2 separate regions of the Mus musculus genome follow, and region 2 is linked to region 1. The links are chromatin contacts, called in public promoter capture Hi-C maps. All regions are on one chromosome and are shown on one strand. Each heading gives the region's core, a stretch centred on a gene start, on an enhancer-like site or on the middle of the called end of the contact. The rest is flanking DNA. Distances are from core to core; before and after follow the strand shown.

What was found. Promoter capture Hi-C pulls out the DNA fragments that hold promoters and counts their contacts.
Region 2: a contact with region 1 is called in a promoter capture Hi-C map of liver, with 4 times the contacts expected there. The contact joins two enhancer-like sites. A contact is called at or near these places in 13 of 39 promoter capture datasets (the 3T3-L1 cell line, 3T3-L1-derived adipocytes, the C10 cell line and 7 more) and 2 of 9 other capture datasets (adipose tissue and macrophages).

The regions. Positions count from the first base shown.
Region 1 is chr2:60,707,723-60,715,339 of GRCm38.p6, reverse strand. The region is part of intron 2 of Gm33436 (a long non-coding RNA gene); the gene reads right to left. It also overlaps a transcript of Itgb6 not described here. Among named protein-coding and RNA genes, the nearest start is that of Gm33436, 19 kb to the right of the region's middle. Within about 2 kb of position 4,044, at least 36 of the 459 cell types and tissues checked have an H3K27ac peak or open chromatin away from gene starts, as enhancers often do.
Region 2 is chr2:61,564,840-61,572,456 of GRCm38.p6, reverse strand. No RefSeq gene overlaps it. Among named protein-coding and RNA genes, the nearest start is that of Tank, 24 kb to the left of the region's middle. Within about 2 kb of position 3,101, at least 5 of the 459 cell types and tissues checked have an H3K27ac peak or open chromatin away from gene starts, as enhancers often do.

The sequences.
Region 1 (7,617 bases), core at 2,795-5,294:
GCACATGGTGTGCTTTAATGCATTTGGTAGCCAAAGGAAACAAAAATGCTCCATTCATCGTTTGGGCAGCCTTCACAAGGTGCTTGTGCGTGCACGCGGGGTTAACACGCACAGGCTTCACACAGACCTCAGATACTCTGAAGTGTGCCAGCCAACTCCTCCACTCTGTGAATACTTACTGAACTGGCAATTGTGTCTTAGGTTCTGGGAATACAGCAGCAAACAAAACAGATGTGAATCTTGGCTTGGGAGTTTGCAGTCTAAAGGGAGGAGGCTGAGGCTGAACAATAGACACGATAAATAAGGGGAATACAGGGTGAGCTACAGAACGAGAGAGGAACACACAGCAGGACAGGAATGGGGAGAGGACTCTCCTTTACAGGGCATATGCTCATTAAAGTGACTTCTAAGCAACGGGTAAAAGGTAGAGAATGCCCGTGGCTGGGGAATATTTCACTTAGCCAGTGCAGAGGCCCTGATGCACAGGAAACGCAAAGGGTTAATGGACAAAGACAGAAAAATGAGGGTTTTGAGAGAACAGTGGCCAGACGGGTAGGCCCTCGGAGACTGATGTATAAAGTCTGCATTCTTCTCCAGGGCTCTAGGAACACACAGTGACACAACCCGACCTAGGGTTTAACAGGGCTCCACTTTGGCATTTGTGGTGAATTTCATTGTAGTTCAGATGAGACCACAAGATCACTTGCATTGATAACAGCCACTTCTGCTTCCTTCCTGGAAGTAACTCAGGATTGTTAGTCTTGGTCAGTTCCCGCTTAACTCTGCTGTGTCCCCTTGTCACACATCTCTGTCTCCCAGGAGCAAAGTCCCTTTATCGCATCCCCGTGGATCTCAGCATAGAGATGGCCAGAGAAGATGAGTCCCCTCGTTCCCCTGCAGACTCCCAAGAACTCAGCCTTCACCTAGCAAGATGCATTAGCACTAATTAATGAGCTCCTTTCAGTGTCTCTTCCCTGTGATTAATTCTGGGTCAGAGACAGAAAGCCCGTTCCATTATGGTTCTTTTAAAAAATTATTATTATTCAGGCTTCTAATACTGGCATGAACTGCGGGTGAATTTCTGAAGTCATGTTCCCTGGCTGTCACAACGAGTAATAGGAAAATTCAATTTATAAAAAAAATTAGGCGAGGCAGCAGAGGCATGCTTTTCGGTCTAGAACAAAGAAGATCAATCCTGGCACAATGGCAGCATGACATTTGTGGACTTTGAAGATTCCAGGCTTCCTCTTCATTAATTAGAGAGAATCAAGAGTTCTGCTGGTTAATTATTTGCAGAAAATCGTGCGCTGCAAAAGCAGATGCCAACTCACGGCTGCTCCAGCCAGCTGCAGCTCCCCCATGGTAATTAAGTACTGTGTCAGCCCCTGGCTACATCATCTCGTTGGCAACTGTACACTCAGATGGCCACTACCATCTAACACCCACCCCAGCCCCAATCGGGCAGAAGTGTGGTCATATGCTAGATTTTCTAACACAGAGTTATCAAGAGGTTAATAGTGCTCTGGGGGGGGGGGGGGTGCCCCCCCCCCACAGGTAGATCTTTCAAACACTAGCTACCACAATAGTTGAAAGCTCTGAGTCACCTACTCTCTTAAAGAGTATGTGTAGTGGGTCAAGAGATACTCCCATGTTAGGGCCAGTGAGTTCTCTTGCAGTGTAACACTGATAATAAATACATTGTGTTTCTAGTTTATAACTTAAATTCACAGTGATATATTGATACTAAAAGCTAGGGTCCTTTTCAGTTGCAAGGTAATAAATGCCCACAACATCAACAGGAAGCAATGTGGAAGCAGGTAAGGTACAAATAGTATTTTTTTTTTCTGTGAGCCTTTGGATCCCAGCCTCCTGAAATACAGGGGTGTCTTTCTAGACAGGTTTGAAGCAGTTTTCCCACTACTCAGACACTGACAGACAGGGCAGACACACAGCCACACTGCTTTTCTGTTAGCCCTCCTCAGCTTCTCTGGGTCCCCAAACCCAGCAGCAGATGCAGCATCAGACTCCAGGCCCAGCTTTGGAGTCTTGTTTATGGCTCTGACCATGTGGTGTAGAAATGCAGGGACACTGGCATCTGCCTGTATGATTTGAACTAGAGAACAAGAGGTGTACAAATGCAGTAATACGACTGTTGGGTGAGCACTGTGGCCAGGAGGCCAGTCTTTTATTAGAGCACACATAATGTTGGGAAGAGCACGGAAGGACAGTAACCTCAGAAAAGCCACCAGTGCTGTTCAAGGGAACAGATGCTTTCTGTCCACGTGCACCTGCTGGGGAAACAACCAGGATACAATGTTACCACTCTAGAAATAGACTGCGCCTAACTCAGCCCAAGCCCAGCCGGAGCATATTTATCACCACCAAGGCAGCAGACAACCCAGAGCCAAAACACTTATCTGTCTTCTCCATCAGTTTCTTGGAGGAATTTATCCAAAGGACCTCAAAGCTAGATCTAGACTGACCAGGGTATTTGATTGGCATTTGGAACCCTCTGACAATGAGGCGAGTAGCTGTCTTGCACGGTTTTCCCCAACGACCCAAATTGCCTGGGGTGTTTTGACATATGTAGTCAAAAAGACACTTGGGTCATTTCACAGCCCAGTTATTGAAAGTATTTTAAACTCTTTCTGCAGGCAACTAAGGTTGAAGGTTAACCTGGCCGACCTCAGATGTGTTCTTAAGTTACTCATCTCATCCAAAATAGAAGTTTGTAACATGCTCTGTCTACTGGACTGTTTCTCCGATTAGAGAAGTCTCTGTGTGTGAGGGGTGGGTGTTGAGAGAGGTGGAGGAAGGTGCTGGTGGTGTTCTGATGGCCCGCAGGATGCTGGAAGTGGCATGGTGTGAGCCCTGTTATTCTGTTCCTTAGCACTTTGGTGTGGTATCTGCTCAGGACTGGGCTGTTTGTTGGTAGTGTTTTTTGTGACACAGGGCATGATTCTTAGCTTAATGTGTTCACTCGGCTGGGCCAGAACACCCAGTTATTTCTTTAAACCCTGATCCAGATATTCCTGAGAGGTACTGTGTAGCTGTTACTGACATCTGCTATCAGCTAGTTTTAAAGATTGCTCTTGATAGCCTGGCTGGCTCACATTCCTTCAATCAGCTCAGGCCTTTAAAGCAAAAAAAGAAATCCAGACTCAAATCCATAGCACTAGCCCTGGTATTCCAAGCTTTCTAGGCCCCTAAGGAGTTTGGATTGGCCAGCCTCAAGAATTGGATGAGCCAATACTTTAAAACAAAACAAAACAAACAAACCCAAAACACCGGACAAACAACAACAAAACAACCACCACCACTACCCCACAGGCCTCTGTGTGTCTTGTGTATCTAAATTCACCCATTATCTGTAAGAGAGCCCTGCTATGTGTGGATAAACCCTGCAAGTCACTCATCCCCTGATCTATGTGCAGGGCGGTGTGCTAAGTGCTAGGTGTAATGACTGAACAGGCAGTCCCTGGTCTCAGGCAGTGCCTTAAGGCAGGGCAACAGAAGAGCCAGGTGTCCTGAGTACGAAGGCTCTGTGATGCTGAACGATGAGGAAGCAAGACCAGAGTACCAGGAGAAACACACCCTTGAGAGGAAAAAGCTGTCTTATCCACCTTATCTGCAGGTGACTTTCTTCAGAATTCCCCTTTCTGGTGTGAGAACATCTCTTCAACATGACCTCACTTCCTTTCCTGAAGGCGTGGGGTTTCCCTTCAGCCTGGAAGCTTCAGGAAAGGCCTGGTTTGGGTTCCTTGCTGAACACAAACACTTAGCATAGGCAGGGTGCCTAATAAGGGGACTCTCTTTGCAGAGAGTCTTGCCACCTTTCAAAAATAGGTTTTTAAGCTATGTTATCTTGTTCTTTTAAAAAGAAACACAAAGAAAGCAGCAAAGAAACAAGGCTATTGGAAGGGCTTAAGGGAAGGGAAGGGTTTGTTAGCCTCTCCCGGAAGCGAGTTCGGACAGGCTCCACCGGGCTGAGACCAGCTGTCACCAGGACTCCTTTCTGAGAAAGAACATGACCAGTCCTTTCCTCTTCCTCTGAGATGGGTGGGTAGTGCCACAAAGAGAAGAAAGAGCTCTGCTTAATCACCAAGACCTGTGTGTGCTGCCAGAGTTCAGGCAAAAGGGACTGAATCCATAGAACACACCCTGGGTGAATGGAAAAGAAGAGTCAGTTTCTTCCTGGAGACTCAGTTTTCAGTTGCTCTAAGACAGCCTTAATAAATATGATGCAAACCTATAAGGAGTATGATTTACAGATCACCTCCTAGAGTTTTGTAAGACCATTCTTGATAGTCCTAGAACCATTTCAATTTCCACTCAGAAGCCCCAGCACGGCAACCCTGCAGTTTCCATGATTTCAAAGCAGCTCTTGTCTGAGAACTTCCACAGCCTGCCACCAAATAATGCCCTCCACAGGAGCATCCTTTCTCCAATCTCTCAGGGACTCCCTCCCACCCACTGGCCCACTACAGGACCACATGAGAGAGAGCTCTGACCAGACTGCTAGAATCCCTCCACAGCCTCCCTTTCTCCTATACCCACTTCCTCTTCATCTCCCCCTTGCCCAGTTTGAGCTGACCTGTAATTCAGGTATAATGTCTGTCTACAAGTGTGCTGCTCTTTGGAAGATTATAAACTACTTAAGATCCTTAAGAGCTATGACTTTTCCACTCTGCAGCTTCTGCTGTTTCTAGGGCACCAACACAAATATAGGAGGTGCAGCCATTACAGCCGACACCAACATGAACGAACATAAGAGGTGCAGCTGTTACAGCCGATACCAACAAGAACATAAGGGGTGCAGCTGTTGCAGCTGACATCTGGAGAGGTGATGGGGAACAACAGGTGGTTCGCCTGGAGTCCTGGGCCTAACCCAGGTGACCTGACTCAGATAAAAGCCATCTCATAAACTGCAGTTCATATTTTATAGCACACCACAGCCTACAGTCTATGTGAGCATTTCAGTTGATCTTTAAAAATATTTTGAATTATTATTTATATATGAACTGGGCAGTGTGAAAATCCAAGGCTAATAGAGGCCATGGCAGAAATAGGAGAACTGCAGGTCAGACCGGCTCTGCGGGCTCCGTGGCCTGGCTTCTCCTTGTCCTTTCCAGGTGCCTCCAAACTTACACTGGGGACTGAGCCTTACTTTGGGTCCATGTGTTTCCCAAAGGAGACTCAGTACCCACTGCTCCCACCCCAAAGCCCCTCAGGAATCATGAGATGGCAGACACATACATCCGTGCTAAACATCTGCTGACATCGTTTTCCAGGTCTTGCAAGTTTCCCCTGTTTTCACAATTCAGATATTTGCCCATGAATTAACAGTTGGTTCCTCTGCTGAAAATTATCTACCCACTTTTGAGGGAGAGTCCATGAGCCAGTACTGATGCTCAGCATGATGAAGGGCAAGCCAAGCGACCCTGTTTGTTTCCCCTTGAGGGGTTCTCTGTCATCTGAGTGATGTAGACACCTGGGAGGGCTCTGCCACCCACAAGTGCTCTGGCGATGTCCTAGCCATGGATGCCACCATCATTTAGCAGCCTTCGTACTAAAGACACAGACAACGAGGGGGTCCAGCTACTTCACACTTCAGCTTCTCACACTGCTCAAACTGAGACCAGTGCTTTATAAAATAAAAGTGGTGGTGGTGGCTTACAGCTTTGAAGGCTGAGAGTCCTAGCTCAGGCAAGAACCTTAGGTGACCTCAAAACTTGGTAGATAGCATCACCCAACTCAGTTTATGCTGACGAAGCCAGCAGAAGAGAAGTCATGAGGTGGGAAAGACTGAAGGGGGACCAGGATCCCTTGGTAACAGCTGCGCTTGTGGTGACCAATCCTGTTAGAGAACTAGTCGGCTCTTACGGGAAAGAGTATAAATCCTTCCCAAAATGAGGTCCCATGACATCATAGTCCCCCTGGCCCCACCTAATGCTGTGACTCTTTAATACGGTTCCTCATATTGGGATGACCACCAATCACAAAATTATTTTCATTGCTATGTCATAACTATAATTTTGCTACTGTTAGGAATCGTAACGTAAATATCTGCTATGCAGAATATCTGATATGTGACCCCTGCAAAAAATGTTAGTCAACCTCTAAAAGCAGTTGCAACCAGCTGTACTGGCTTAGCCAGTACAAAGTGGAACAGTCCTCTGAGCGAGGAGCCAGGCTGATTATAGGGAAGATAGAAAGAAGATGCAAGAGACAGCTATGGGAGGGATGTAGGTCATTACCACACCAGCAGCAAGTCTATTTCTCATAGCCTTCAGTACTCTGGGAAGCAAAGCCACAAGCTAATAGAAACAATTTTGCTAAAATGTACAAAAGACATTGTTCCCATCCCCCAAACCTCCCTGTTCCTTCCACTAAGAATCTTCGGCCCCTTACCTTGGGCCTCAGGTCCACCTCCTCTTATCATTCCATGCCTTGGCAGGTCAGGATATCTGCCAACAGGCCCTGACCTTCCTTGACCCTGCCTGGCAGGCAGACCTTTTCTTGCTCTTTTTTTCTCTGCTTCAGAGAAATAACAAAAGGCTCCTGACACCAACAGATTGTGACCCCGTGTCTTAAAGCATTTCTCATCTTTCAGTACCTTTACAATTGGGGGAGTCAAGGTTCTGGCACGTGATCCTGTAAAGAAATACCACATCCAAGCCACAGAAACCTCCTCTAAGCCCGGACTTGGTCAGCCTGGATGCAGCTACCTTCATCCTTCTGAGAATACAGGAAAATGGCAGACACTCCTTTGGTCACCATCCTGTCTCCTATTGCAATACTCACTTGTATGGGAGGGATAGTGTCTACACAACTTCGAGAAAGATTCAGCTCTGTTTGGAGTGTTCCTTTCTCAGCATATGACCCCCGTTACAGGCTTTCCTTCCACATGCTCAAGAATCTCACTTGTACTAAATTACAGACCCCTTCAGTCTTTTAGTACTGTCCTCACACATTTGTTAATAAGAGGAAATAAAACCTACCTTGATGTTGATGCACCCTGGTGAATAATGCCTTCCCTCTCCAAACACTGAAACTGATCCTGTGCTGATGAGCTGTTAAGTAAAAGTCTTTCCCCACAATCCTTCCTTCTTAAAGGAATCCTGGCAAAGGACTAGTCATATGGAAGTCTTAATAGGTATCCAGGAGTGCTGATGGGCCCTACGACAATGTTTTATTGCTATCAGGAATGGAAAGAGAATGTAGATACAGACTACTGACTATCAAGGAGATTTGAGATGTCAACTACAACACTTGCTCCATAAGGTGACTGAGGACTTTAAGTGAGATGGTGTATGAAAAGAGCTTGCTGCACTGTGCAACAGCCGGTGATTACAAGGGTCCATGTGTCCTGCACCATCACAGTAGGGTTACAGGAGGCAGCTTGAGAAGGAAAGATCTGTGGCTGTGAAGACCTTACTTGCCACTTAGTAGCTGTGGGAATTTAGTGGACTCCTGCTCTGCCTATAGTGTATATGGTGGTTTGAATATGCTTGGCCCAGAGAGTGGCACTATTAGGAGGTGTAGCCTTGTTGGAGAACATGTGTCACCGTGGGTGTGCACTTAAGACCCTCCCTCAACCTAGCAGCCTGGAAGTAA
Region 2 (7,617 bases), core at 1,852-4,351, 860 kb before region 1:
GGAACAACAATATGAACTAACCAGTACCCCCAGAGCTCCCTGGGACTAAACCACCAATCAAAGAAAACTCAATGAGGGACTCATGACTCTAGCTGCATATGTAGCAGAGGATGACCTAGTTGGTCATCAATGAGAGAAGAGGCCCTTGGTCCTGTGAAGGTTCTATGCCCCAGTATAGGAGAATGCCAGGGCCAGGAAGAGGGAGTGGGTGAGTTGGTGACCAGGGGGTGTGGGGAAGGATTGAGGGTTTTTGGAGTGGAAACCAGGAAAGGGGATAACATTTGGAATGTAAATAAAGAAAATATCTAATTAAAAAAGAAAAAGAACAGGAGGGGCAATTTAGGCTCATGGTTTCTTCTCAAGTGCCAGTTTAACAAAACCAAGATGCCTTGGAGGGCACAGTACCATTACTTAAGGGAGATGGCAATGTATGTTCTGATTTTTCTGTTCTTCAACTTCTCTTTCATTTCTAATCTGTTACAGACAGCTTTTCCAGACTGCAGGGAACAAGAACTGCTTATGTTTTCATTAGCAATCTGAAAGTTGACAGAATCCCATCAGGGAATGAGACGAGTCTGTTTCAAGCATTAGACGACGGTTTGCTATCTCTTTCAGGACCTAAGGTGTCAACCCATTTAGTTTACAGCATGTTCTGACTTTGATGTGTGCTCTGGAACTCCTGTCTGATGTTAGTGAGAACCACCAATGAAATGACTCATAGGCATTTTCCTTCAAAGCTGAGAAACCTAGAAAAGGGCTTAGATATCAGGAGAAACTAGAAATACTGGCTCCCATTAAAAAGTTTCAGAGTTTATAAATGACAGAAAACAAATTTGCATGCCTTGATATCTCTATCTTGGATTGATAAAGTCATAAAGTTGAAACAGCTGCAAGATACCGAAGGTCACTGATAATTTTCCATTTGAGTACACACAGCATGGCAAGTTAGTACTTACAGAGCATCTAGTATTAGCAAGATTCACAGTTCATACTTGTAATTCTCAGTAAATGATGAGATTAAAAAATACACACACACACACACACACACACACACACACACACACACACACACACACACATACACTAGCCTATTTGTAATCTTTAAGGCACAACAGCAGTAAGAGAGAAATAAGATGTAGAGAAAAGCTGCCAAGACAGGAAAACCATGGCTCTGGGTGCTTTGAGGACTTTAATAAAACAAGTCAGACTCAAGTGTGAGAGCTGACCATGGAAAACGGTTTAGTTTGATGCCCTGACGCTGCTGGGAGGACTAACTAGCTGAAGCTTGCAGAGTGACTTCAGGGTACTTTAATTTATCAGTTAGGTCTCTTTTAAATTTGATTGTATTTAGTAAGGTACCTGATCTGAGATAATCACAAGTTACTGTTACCAGGGGAAAGACTCAAGTAGAGCTAAATGGACAGAGTAATTATGTATGGGGTATGCTACTTCTCTGGCTGAACCTGGCTGTATTCATTTACCTCAAAGAGGAAACAAACATGAAGAGATGAATTGATTTTCTCAATATCAAGCTGACTGATGGTACTGACAGATTTGTAGGGCATTAAAGATCTGAGCTCCAAAGTGTTTGACCATTTGTGACTCTGTAATCTAAAGACGCTAGGAACCTCATATACACATGAACACACACACACACACACACACACAACCCCCCCCCCCACTCACACACCCAACACCACACCACACACTCCACATACAAATAGTAATAGTATTACTAAAAATAGTAAATATTTAAAGGAAGATGGTGCTGTCATTTGGAGACAGGAAGATCCCTTAGCCTTGCTGCCCAGTCAGCAAAATGATGGCTCCAGAAGATATTAGGGTACAATAATACTGACATCCTGTAGCTGATTAAAGCTCTCAGACTTGAAGCTTTAGTTTGCTTCAGACTTTTGTTTTTCTTTGGGTTGAAGATTTAATATGATGGTCTTTCTAAACTTTATAGCTCATTTTTGTTTCCTTTATTATAGTCAAGTCTCTTCAAATAGATAACTGGCAGAGAGTCAAATTATGTCTGATATATCTATATATATGCATATATATATGTATACACACACACACACACGCACACACACGGGTTTAGGTAATCATTTAAAAGTTTGTTCTTCTAGCATAAAGGTCTCCTTCATCCCTTGACATTAGTCAGTGTCCAACTAGGAGACAGAAACCATATGGTAATTTGAGAAGGACATTTTAGTATGGCAAATTATTCGATGTGGTATTCTACTAAGAGTTAGCAAAAATAATTTATGAGAATACCCCAGGTCTCTAAAAGAGCATCCAAATAAGGAACAAATGAGGGGAGAGACCTGCAGGAAGTGCTCTTGGTCCTTCATACCAAAAATGGTCTACATGTCGTTGGGTCAGCAGTGATTGCTTCCCAAGTGGAGAGGGACTGAGCCAGGTAAGTCAACTTTAGGGGTACCTGTGGGGTTCATTGGGAAGCAGTCAGCAGGTATAGTATTGAAGTTTCCCTAGAAGCCTCCCATACATAGACACTACAGCTTGGGGCAAATGTCCAGGCACCAGCCACAAGATAGGAAAAGGAAGCAAATGGAAAAGAGAAGAAAGAAAGAAAAGCTGTGTTTCATTTCTATGCCTCTGTAGCTGCCCATACTGCAAAGGAGAAGCATTTCAATGTTTCAGCCCCACCCCAAGCCCTTTGAAAAGCAAACAGCAGAGGATGGTCTTTGAGCAAAAGGACAGTACATGTGTATCTGGCACCCTTGAGTTTTTCTCTTTATCCTGGTATGCCAGCATTCAACAACAGCACTTATTTAGGTGAATTAGCTATATTAGTTAAAGTTGGAGAAACAAACATTAACTGTAATTTTTTTTTCAGGTACAGTTCCAAAAGTCTGATACTCCCCCAAATCATATGATATTTGAAATAGGTTGCCTCTCATCGTAATGTAAGAAAAATCTTGCTAGTATTGCTTTATGCTTCAGTCATCTATTCATAATCTAGCCATGCATACAAATGGAAGAAGATCGTTTGGTGCACGGACATGTTTTCTTAAGGAGTTACTTCAGCCCAAGTGGTTGGACCAGTTTGGTGTGTAGGCCCTGAGACTTTTGTAATTCTCTCAGGGTGGTTCCCACAGGCTGGGAAACGGAACTGCGAAATGAAAATGCTTTTGTAGGCTAAGGTGGACAGAGAAGACCTACAAAAGGTATATTTAAAGTCACTATGGTTCCTCTCCAGTGAAAGTCCAACACAAGGGGTTTTGCTTAATTCAAAAACCCCTGCGTCTGGTCTTTTGTGATCATCATTTTTATAATGACCTAAATCTGATCTCGTGTTGCTGATTTTGGCAGGTTTCCCACACTTTAATAACCCGTGTTCTCGAACTATTTCTATTTTACTGTGGAATTCAGTGGTCTGTTCTCAAGCCTGAGTGGACAGTCTGGGCCCTATTCTTGCTTCTCCCTTGTGTGAATTCTGTTCTTACTGCCTTGCCTTTACTTGCCCATGGGCTTTGTTCCACTGTGTCCACTCAACAGGAAGCACTCTGTCTCCGTTGTCACAGCGAGCCTACTAGTCACCAATCTGCAAGTCAAGTTTTTGAATTGAAAAGCCTTTTTAAAAACAGTCATTGATGCTGATTTTAAACCATAGTTAAAACATAGTTTTGCCTTCTCTATCAAGTTATTTCCTTCTGTGTTTAGATTTTATATTTATTTGTGTGTTTGTGCATTCGCGTGCGCATGTGTGTGCATGGCCATGTCCAGAAAAGGCATTGTGAACCATCAACTTGACATGGATGCTGGGAATCAAACTCCAGTCTTGCAGAAAAGCACCAAATGGTCTTAACAACTAAGTGCCTCCCCCTCCCGCCCTCCCCCCATCTCCTTTCTCTCCCCCAGATCCATTCCCCATCTGTTTCCCTTCAAAAACAAAGAGCAGGCCTCCCAGGGATATCAACTAACACGGCATAACAAATTATAATAAGCCGGGCGTGGTGGCGTACACCTTTAATCCCAGCACTTGGGAGGCAGAGGCAGGTAGATTTCTGAGTTTGAGGCCAGCCTGGTCTACAGAGTGAGTTCCAGGACAGCCAGGACTACACAGAGAAACCCTGTCTCGAAAAAAACAAAACAAAACAAAACAAAATATAATAAGACTAGGTACAAGTCTCACGTCAAGGCTGGACAAGGCAACCCAGTATCAGCGAAGAGTTCCAAGCACAAGCAAAAGAGTCAGAAATAACCCCAACGGTTGGAGTCCCACAAGAACACAACTGTAATGTGTACTCAGAGGGGGGCCCATGATTCAGTCTCTGGAGGGCCCTATGAGCCCTGCTCAGCTCTGCCCAGTGGAAGCAGCACTAACTCTTAAAAGATGGCAGAAATAAATCCTGACAGAGATTCAGGCTCTTGTTTCTACTCTTGGTCCTCACACTGTGTTGGCTGCTCATCTATGCAGCCTGCGTTGGATAAAACTGTCTGTGGCAACTTGACAGAGATGAGAGGTTTACGTTCCAGAAAGTCTGGAAAAAAAAATGTGAGTTTTTTGTTATTGTTACTGTTTTGTTTTTTGTCCAGCGTCAGACATTTCTTCAGCTGACGGGAAAGAAGCTTGTCATCCCTTAGATGTACTAGAGCCTATGAATGCGGACCCTGGGGTAGCAGAAGGAAGAGGGAATGGGCAAACAGACATGGAGGTGGACTTCTGGGATGGCGTGCTGCTTACTGCCCAGAGAACTAATGGGATGACATTCACAGTATGCTTGAGATTGGTACTGATTTTCAGTCTCTGCTTGGATCTTGAATGATGTGTACTGAGTCTCCCCACCACACTCCACCCTGCCAAAGCCCAGGTATTAAAAAGACGCTTTGTTCCCAGGATGGTGCAAATAGAAAATGGGGGAAATCCTGGGAGGTGTGGCCAGTGGGAGGTACTTGGGTCAGTGCCAGTGTGGGCGTGTCCTAAAAGAGCTTGTTAAGACCTTTATTGTATGATTGAAAGAAAGGTCTCTTTCTCTTCTCTCTCTCTTCTTTTTTTTTTTTTTTTTTTCCTGGACATGAGGGGTCAGTTTAGCTTTGTCACATGATCCAGATAGATATGTCACCCTGGGTATCAGTATTTAAAGTACTGCCCCCAGTTGGTTGTTTTTTTGCAGTCAACATTGCAAACTCTGTGACATTCTATGTCTTGAAAGACCTAAAAGGTGATCCAGTGAAGTGGCAGAACCAGTTCCACAGGGTTGTCCTCTGATCTGTACACGTTCTCTCTAGCATGATGAGCATTACCCACACCACCACAACAACAATAAGTAAAACAAAATAAAAAAACCTTAAAAGTCCTAAAAAAAAAAAGCATTTACATCCCACAAAAGCTGCTGTATTATAGCACAAATAAATGCTGTGTAAATGAATATGAAAATTACACAAAATATTTATTTGGAAATATTTTATGTATATTAGAGTATTTACAGATAATCTATTTATGCTGGAAATTAGGATAAGGGAGAAGCATAAATTCAAAACTCAATCTACCTATTTTTAGACCACAAATAAAATATTGTGTTGTCATCGTGTTTAAATTTTCTGTAGCAAACAGGCCCAGAAACTATAAATTGGGAGTAAGGCTCAGGAGGCCTGGATGTACGTTGTGACCTCCTGCTAGTGATTAACTGCTGTTGGAGCTGACGGCTGTGTGGGTGAAGGTGAAGTGGGTGTTAATGAGATTGCCTTGAAGTAGAGCAGTTTCAGAAAAGGCTAATCTTGGAAACATGGAGGTTCTTTTTATTACCTTAACACCTAGTTTGCAAATTTCAGTAAAAGGACGGAGCAGGAAGCTAACTTGTATCCTGTACCTTTTCTGGGATAGGCTATTTTCATTTTATTTTCTTAATTATCTTGCAAATTTGATATTTTTCAGGCGACAAGGCAGGCTCAGAGACAAGTGAACTTGGCCACAGTAAATAGCAGGTGAATTAGTTGTCAGGTGTGCAGTGAATGTTCTTTAGGGGAATGGAACCATGGGAATGAATATGTCTTACAAGGGAGACCTAGGGAACAGTGACCATCTGCATCACACTGGCTGTCTGCACACTGGAGAGGCGGAGAATTCACAGCCTGCTCATCCACAAGACTGGGTGCTTCAAGAATCTCAATTTGGTGCTGAAGGCTTGTAGGATCCTTGGAGAACTGCTGGTTTTCAGTCCATCCTGGCAGACTGAAGCACCTAGTTACTAATATCGACTAAGGATGACCATAGTAGCAGCAATGGGGCAGATACACTTACCAGGAAGAAGGAAAGTGGGCAGATGAACACAGCTCTTCCCACCCCACCCCACTCCCCTTAGTTCTTTTTGTATTTGGGTAGCCATAGGAAGGTGCTGTCCATTCTGGGACACAGTACTTCTGCCTCATTTAAGCCTCCCAGGAAACAGCCCCACAGACTCTCCCAGAGGCTTATCTCTTAGTTGATCCCAGACCTAATCAATTTGACAACAGAAGGCAACTAGTCCCTGACTCATGGGTCTATGGTCTTCATATACATACACTTTAGAGAGGCAGATGGGACTACTAACTTCCTTGTTTATCTCCATAAGAATACATCTACACAAGAAGATGGATAACAATTATTTTAAAATGGACAAATGAATGTTTTAAAACACACACACAGATCAAAACCAAGATGAAAAACCCACAAATGAACAAATGAGCTACATACAAAACACATTTTAGATAGATGTGTACCTCCTATCATGGCAGTGGCCCCTGCTCCGTTTCCCCTCATCTCTCACCACTCTCTTTCTATGTACTCTCTGCGTACTTAATTTTTCAGTATGCTGCGTCTTTCCCTGTGTGGCTGGAGGAGCCAATTTCTGGCCCAGCTGCCAGATACCCAGCAAAACTCTTAGCTGCAGATTCTGGCCTGGCAGTGTTAGAAATTCAGGCAGAGGGTCGGGTTAGTCCAATTCTGAAGACAGCTAACAAAGTCAATGAGATAGACGGTATTTGAACCTGTTTAAGTCCATGTTTGTAAGCGTGGAATAAAATTGTAAGTTCTGTTGAAGATTAGGAAAATAAAAACAAAACGAAACAAAACAAGGCAGGATGTTTACTCTCTGCTGAAGACAAGCAGTATCAATAGGACTTGTTTATAATAATAATAATAATAATAATAATAATAATAATAATAATAAAAACAAAATGGGATTTATGAGATTGGTTTACATGACTTTCATGGTTTAGATGAGGCTGGCCCCAAAGATCTCATAAGTTTGAAGATTTGATCCTCAATTGGTAGAACTCTTTGGGAAGGGTTAGGAGTGTGGCCTTGTTGGAGGTGTCTAGGACTGTGAACTTTGAGGTTTCAAAAAACTTGTGCAATTTCCCAGTGGTTGTGGATCAAGATGTGAGCTCTCAGGTTACTCCTCTCTCTGGTGTCATGGACTCTAACCCTTAAACTGTAAGCCAAACCAAATGCATTCTTTTATAGGTTGCTTTGGCCTTGGTGTTCTTTCACAACAATAGAAAAGTAACCAAGATAGTGAACAAAGGCTGAACAGTTGATGGTTGTAGGCCTGAAAACTGAAGCAACCGTTAGCTGCTCAGTCCTGGAAGCTGGCAATCGCGGAATGA